Regions from separate parts of the Mus musculus genome. Here region 1 is linked to region 2. The links are chromatin contacts, called in public HiChIP or PLAC-seq maps. All regions are on one chromosome and are shown on one strand. Each heading gives the region's core, a stretch centred on a gene start, on an enhancer-like site or on the middle of the called end of the contact. The rest is flanking DNA. Distances are from core to core; before and after follow the strand shown. Region 1 overlaps Arhgef10l (Rho guanine nucleotide exchange factor (GEF) 10-like). Region 2 overlaps Gm1667 (a long non-coding RNA gene).

Region 1 (3,095 bases), core at 383-2,882, 720 kb before region 2:
TTAAATGTTAAGTTTTAAAAGTTGAGTAGGGCCGGGCAGTGGTGGCACATGCCTGTAATCCCAGCACTTGGGAGGCAGAGGCAGGTGGATTTCTGAGTTCGAGGCCATCCTGGTCTACAGAATGAGTTCCAGGACAGCCAGGACTGTACAGAGAAACCCTGTCTTGAAAAACCAAAAAAAAAAAAAAAAAAAAAAAAAAAAGAAAGAAAGTTGAGTTGGGGCTTCATGTGGGAGCAGTGAGATCCCTGAAGAAGTTAACATCCCAGGTTAACAAAGGATGATGAAATTGAAGTGATCAGCTAAGGGAGAAGGCTGTCAGTCCTGGGAAAGGGCTAGAAAACAGCAGTGAAGCGAGGCTGTGTTAGCTGTAACACATGGGGCAAAAGCACCTGTGGAAGGAAGGGCTCACAGTTTGAAGGTGCACAGTATTTGGGCTCACAGTTTGAAGATGCACAGTCCATCACAGCGGGAAGGCTTGCAGGCAGGAGCTAGAGGCAGCTGGTTACATTGTATCCACAGTCAGGAAGCCGAGGGATGCTGCTGGTTTTCAGCTCAATTTTATCCTTTTCCTTGCTGACTGGAACCTGAGCCCCTGAGATGGTGTCACCCACAATGGGGGGGGGGTGTCCACGATCTTGTGTGTGTGTATGTGTGTGTGTGTCCTCTCCTCAGTCAGCCTCTCTAGAAAGACCCTTGTAGATGGACCAGAAATAGGGCTCCTGGGGTTCTCTGCAATCTGTCCAGTTGAACATCAAGGTCGCCCATCACACATGTTCAGTAGGCCTCTTAGGCAGACAACATTCCTCTGCTTCCTGTTTAAGGGAGAGAGATTTATGTCCCTGTCACAAAGGGAAATGTAGGCCCTGCTTGTAGACAGAAGGGAGCAGGCAGAGACACTCCTGTCCCCTCTGCTTGCACAGGGCTGTCCCCCTGCTTGCGCAGGGCCTTTAGATCAAAAGAATTCTTACACCAGAATGACATATTTTTAGGTAACATTCTTTTTACTTATGCCTTACATGAATTTCTTTAGCGTGTGTGTGTGTGTGTGTGTGTGTGTGCGTGTGTGTGTGTGTGTGTGTCTTGATGCTTTTGTGGATGTCAGAGACAAACTAGAGGTAGTCAAGTCTTTTTCTTCTACTACTTGGGTCCTGGGGATTGAGCTCAGGTTGTCAGGCTTGGTGACAAGTGCCTTGGCATACTGAGCTTTGATGACAGGCTCACAACAGATGGCAGATGGCATTGTAATGGTGGGAGTGTTTGCCAGAGAGGAAAGAAACTGGGAGAAACTGAGATCTCACAGTCCCTTCCCAGGGCAGGCAACAACAACCACCTCAGGATATCAGCTAGATCTCACCTCCCCACCTCTGTGATCCGTTAAGCAGTAGCCTGTCTGCTGATAATTTATCTGAGACACTTGGACTGAGTGGCCACGACTTGGAGGCATTTGCCTGGGTATCCAGGGCTGAGGGCCAGACTCAGGGTAGGGAGGCCATAGTTTCAAGTCAGTGGAGGGGATAAATGGATGGAGACAGCGTGGGAGTTCAGGAAGGTTTGAGCCATACACTGGCACACATGCTCTGTGCTCCACCTACCTCAGTCTCCGTGAGTTGCCATAGTCACTTGAAGATTTTAGCAATCTGCTGGGCGAGGCTGTAGGCTCCCTGGGCCATGGGGAACCAGGGTATAGGTTCAGGTTGTGCCAGGGAGCTTGGATAAGCGTGGGATCAGGGTTATGTGTCTGAGATAGAATCAGCTAGAATTGCAAACTAAGACTTTATGCAGAGGGCGGGTGGAGGGAGGAAGAAATCAGGTGACTTGTAGATTTTTCTTTTGTATACATGGTTGGTGGCAGTGTTAGTGAATGCGCCAGTTTGTGGGGGAGTTGAGGGATGGCTTGGGGGGGGAACGGGATTTGGTTCAGCACGAGGTCACATTTAGAGGTTTGCGCAGGGGCCACATGAGAGTCTGGGAGCCCACTTGTGAGGAACCTGACCTGCATGCAGTTCTAGGGTTGGGATCTGGGAAGATCAACCCTAAGTCAGAGGTGCAAGCATTATTCTGGCTGTGTAGCCAGGAGAGGCTCCCACCACGCCCAGCTGTGTAAAGGGAGGTAGGGCAGCAAGCTACCTTGTCCGTGACCTTGGTGACCTCCTTCGGTCTTGCCAAGAGGTTGCCAGAAGTGTGCAGAGGTCCATCTGTCTGACGCCTGTCTAGTTAGCGCCTTCTGGATACAGGCGCAGATGCAGAGCAGAGATTCGCAGCTGAGGAGGGGGTAGGAGAGCAAGGGGAGGCTGGGGGAGGACTCTGACCACTCATGGGAGACCTCCGAGTCACCTGGAAGGACTTTGGGGCCGTTCAAATGTTTGGGTCCCAAGGGAATGCACAATCAGAATTTTCATCCCGAGGACCTATTGGGTGAGGAGGAAGAGGAGGAGACACAGGAAACCCTTTGAAGCTGGTACAAGCCCCCGAGGACGAGCCTGGTGTCTGAATCTTGCTTGCTTCCTCCTGTTCACTGCTCAGTTCTTTTTTTATGAAGGAGGAGTTCAGAGACTCAGAGAGGTTAAGCAACCTGCCCAAGGTCACAGAGCCTAAGAGGGTGGATGAAACACGCTTTCTCAGGTGCAGACGCAGGAGATTGAGTAACCTCAGGGAGGGGCTCACAGGACAGATCTTTCAGCCTTGAACTTTGTCTTTGTAGTCTCCCGGGCCTCTGGTGATGGGAAGCAGGGCGTGGGTCTTCCCGGAGCCACTTACTTGGTCGGATTGAAAGCTTTCAGGGCGTCAGTTTCTTGGAGTGTCCGGGAAAACCACATGGGTCAGGTCCAGGATTTGATTAACCCGGGTCACATGAGGCCATGGAGGGAGGTTGCCCCATGGGGAGCTGTGTTTCAGAGATGGCAAGCCCACACCTCATGTGGGGATGACAAGATGTCAGGCAGGTCTCAAGGACCCGCCCACTCTGAGTACAGCCTCTGTGGGCAAGCCACGCCCTATAGAGCCCCAAAGCAGGGAGACATGAACGGGGCCTACAGGGCTGGAGTCCTAACCACGGGCATCACGTCCCACCTCGGGCACCGCGTTCCACCATGGGC
Region 2 (3,299 bases), core at 141-2,640:
CTTCAGGGTCAAAGAGCACAACCGATTTTCAGTGCTGCCTGTGGAGAGCAGACAAGGGCTTAGTCTAAGGCAGCTTCAGATGCCCCCTGGATCTCTGATGAGGCCTGAGTTATCCATCACAAAGAACTGTGGGCCATGTCCCTCCCTCCTCCAACTTATGAATCTGTGTGTGCTTCTTTCTATAGGTGTGAGGACGGACGTGGCCAGGGGTCACCTGTCTCTGCATCTTGGGCCATTCAGAGCTCCGGGCCAGGTCATTGTGAAGAGCTCCACTTCTCTGTAGGCCATTATGGTGAAAAGGAGTTTAGCAGACAAGGGCTCAGGACACGCCCCTTCTGTGCCCAGGCAGAGTGTGATGTCATCAGCAAAGCCAGCATGTATGTTGGGGTCAGAGGACAGGGTGTCAACTCTCACCTCTTCACCTTGTTTGAGACCGTCTCTCTGCCGGTGTGTGTGCTAGGCTACTGAGGATTGCCCTGTGTCTGATTCCGGTTCCCCAGTAGGGATTACATATGTCTGCACGGTTGCATCTACCGTGGGCTTTGGGGGTCTGAACTCCAGCTGTCAGGCTTACATGTCAATCACTTTGTCTCCTGAACCATCTCCCCAGCCCCATACTCCTCACCCTTGCTTTGATGGTCATCAAGCCCTTGGTAGTGGTCACCTGACTCTAAGTCCTAGTCTCTTTGCAGTAGGGTTCTCCCTTCCGTTGAATGCACTGCGTGGATTTTCCCTGTTTTCCCGCGGTTGGACTCCAGGGCCTTGTGCATAAGAGGCAAGCACTCCAACTCCGAGACACTGCCCTCGATGGCTGGCTCTGAATCAGATCGATAACCAAATACAGGCATCCCCATCTCTAAAAACCTTCTGAGATTGCATCGGAGAGAATGGAAGGCGCCTCCGCCTCCGTAGTTTAAACAGAAGGAGTTTTGCCTAGCAAAGGAGCATTAGCAGCCCTCAAACCTTCGAGACGGGAGAAGCAGGCTGTGAGCTGAGCCTTAGGGAAAACCTCCAGTCCCCAGAATCCTTCTGGGTCCCCTCCACCGTTACCAAGGAAACCAACAAATTGGGAAGCTCCTTAAGCATACCAAGCCAGTAAAAAGAGAAGCGCGCACCCCATTTCTCTTCCTATTTAAACTCTTTCCAAGCCCAGTCCTGTTCGTGTGACTCTGGTTGGGGAAGACTGAATCGCATCTGAAAGTCTTCCTTGCAAGAGGGTTATAGGGAAATTGGTTTTCTTTTCCTGGCTTCTTGGTATAAAAAGGCACGCGTGAAGGAGGTTGGAATAAATGTTGAACAAGAGAGCGCGCCGCATCCTCCTCGCCGCTAATCTCTCCACATCTGAGCGGTTCTTTTCTTGAAAGCCTCAGTCAGAAACCGGCTTTGAGCTCACTGAGAGGACGTTTGTCTGTTCAGCTCCACCGGGGGCTTACGGAGTGCGCTTGTTGGGTGGGTGGGGGCGGGGGCTGTTTAAAGCTGCCGCTGAGATGAAGGAAGCTGGGCGTGCTTCCTGCTGGAGTTCCTGGGCTACAAAGGGGCACAAATAAATAGAAAAGAAGCAAAGAAAACAGCAGGAGACAGTACTGTGGGAGGATGGGAGACAGCTCCGTGCAGGGAGTGCTTCCTACAGGCGCCAGCTGAGTTGAGTTCCGAGCCCCAGCTCTGTAAAAGTAAAAGGCAGGGCGGGTGTGACAACGCAAACTCCGAATCCCAGCTCTGGGGAGACTAAGATAGGAGAATCCTTGGGGCATAATGAGCAGCCTGCCTGACTAAACCAGTGAGTTCCAGGTTGAGCGGAAAGACCCTGTCTCAAAACTAGAGCCAGAGAGATGACTCGGTGGTTAAGTGCCCTGGCTGCTCTTGTACCCGACTCCGGTTCAGTTTCCAGCACCCACAGCGCAGCTCACAACCATCTGTAACTCCAGTTCCCGGGGATCCAACGCCCTCCTCTGGCCTCTAGAGGTACTGCACGCACGCGGTACACTGATATCCAGGCCAGTCAAAACACCACAGGCATGAAATAGTCTCTGCTATGGAGATCTCCCGTTTACTTCCAAAGCTTAAGACAGGGTTTCCGGGTCTGAACAGCCCAGCCCACAGGGGTGGCTATGAACCTCATCCAAGCCCACATCCTCCTGCCAAGTAAGGAGGGCTGCATCGTTCCCAGGACAGGCCCAGGTCATAGAGAGCAGGATTGCTGTCCTTCCCTGTCACAGGTCTGCCTCCTTGCTGAGGTAACTCAAGGTCTTGAAGTTCTGAGTCCCTGTTTGGCATTGCACAACAGCATCTTTATCCCAGCCTTGGGGGAAGTCCAGAGTCTCCTTGGCCGCTTCTACCTCCTCCATTCAAGGTGTGTCTGTCCTCTTTCTCATCAGAGCCCCAGCACAGTGGCTGCTAAACTTGGAGCTTTCTTTTGTTTGGGGAAGGGGACAGTGAACAAATGGTGTGTGTATATGCGTGCCCACACACGTGTGCATGAGTGTGCATGTGTGTCTGAGTGCGTTCATGTGTGTACATATGTGAGTGTGACTGTGTGCATGTCTGTGTATGTCTCTGTAAGTGTCTGTGTTTGTTCGTGCTTATGTGCATGCGTGTGTGTGTGTGTGTGTGTGTGTATGTGCATGTGAGTGTGTGCATTTGAATGTGCTTGTGTGTGTGTGTCTGTTTGTCTCTGTGTGTTCCTGTTTGTAGACTGGTATGTGTGCAGGGGTGTGTGTGTGTGTGTGTGAACATTCAAGGAGGCCAAATATAGATATCAAATGTCTTTCCTGACTTGTTCACCCTATTTTTTAGGACGAGGGACTTGAAGCTTGAGAATCTGACTCTGCTGGCTGACCAGCAAGCCCCTGCCTCAGTATCCCCAGCACCAGGACTATAGGCATGCACTGTAGGGCGCAGCTTTTGTGCATGTCCTGAAGATGGGAACTCAGAGCCTCCTAGTTGCAAGGGAAGTACTTCACCGACAGAACCAGCTCCAGGCTGTTTCATTCTGTGTTGAGACTGTGTTAACTTGGACACCCAAACTAGACAAGGCCAGTGAAAGATGCTGATTTAATTTAAGCTCATACTTCTACGTGGGTCCCAGTATTCCAGATAAAATACCAACAAATTGCGGGAGCTGGAGACATGGCTCGGATGGCAGCGTGCCTTCTGTACAGACATGAGGACCTGAGTTCCATCCCCAGCACTTGCATAATGGTGTACACATACACACACACACACACCTACACACTCACACACCTATACTTTCACACACACACACCTACATACTCACCCAGACACCCCCACACACACCTACA

The links. HiChIP or PLAC-seq counts read pairs in DNA pulled down with a chosen protein or histone mark.
Region 1: an H3K4me3 HiChIP or PLAC-seq map of forebrain shows a contact between it and region 2, with 5 times the contacts expected there. The contact joins two enhancer-like sites. A contact is called at or near these places in 6 of 115 datasets of contacts at active chromatin or transcription factors (astrocytes, embryonic basal ganglia, embryonic forebrain and 3 more).

Annotation. Positions count from the first base shown.
Region 1 is chr4:140,639,973-140,643,067 of GRCm38.p6, reverse strand. The region is part of intron 1 of Arhgef10l (Rho guanine nucleotide exchange factor (GEF) 10-like); the gene reads left to right. Among named protein-coding and RNA genes, the nearest start is that of Arhgef10l, 24 kb to the left of the region's middle. Within about 2 kb of position 1,632, at least 19 of the 459 cell types and tissues checked have an H3K27ac peak or open chromatin away from gene starts, as enhancers often do. A contact at or near this core is called in forebrain, where this site is marked.
Region 2 is chr4:139,924,107-139,927,405 of GRCm38.p6, reverse strand. All of the region lies in intron 3 of Gm1667 (a long non-coding RNA gene), which reads right to left. It overlaps 4933427I22Rik (RIKEN cDNA 4933427I22 gene), which reads left to right. Exons shown (of 3, transcript NR_045159.1): 3 at 186-1,295. Among named protein-coding and RNA genes, the nearest start is that of Gm1667, 15 kb to the right of the region's middle. Within about 2 kb of position 1,390, at least 58 of the 459 cell types and tissues checked have an H3K27ac peak or open chromatin away from gene starts, as enhancers often do. A contact at or near this core is called in forebrain, where this site is marked.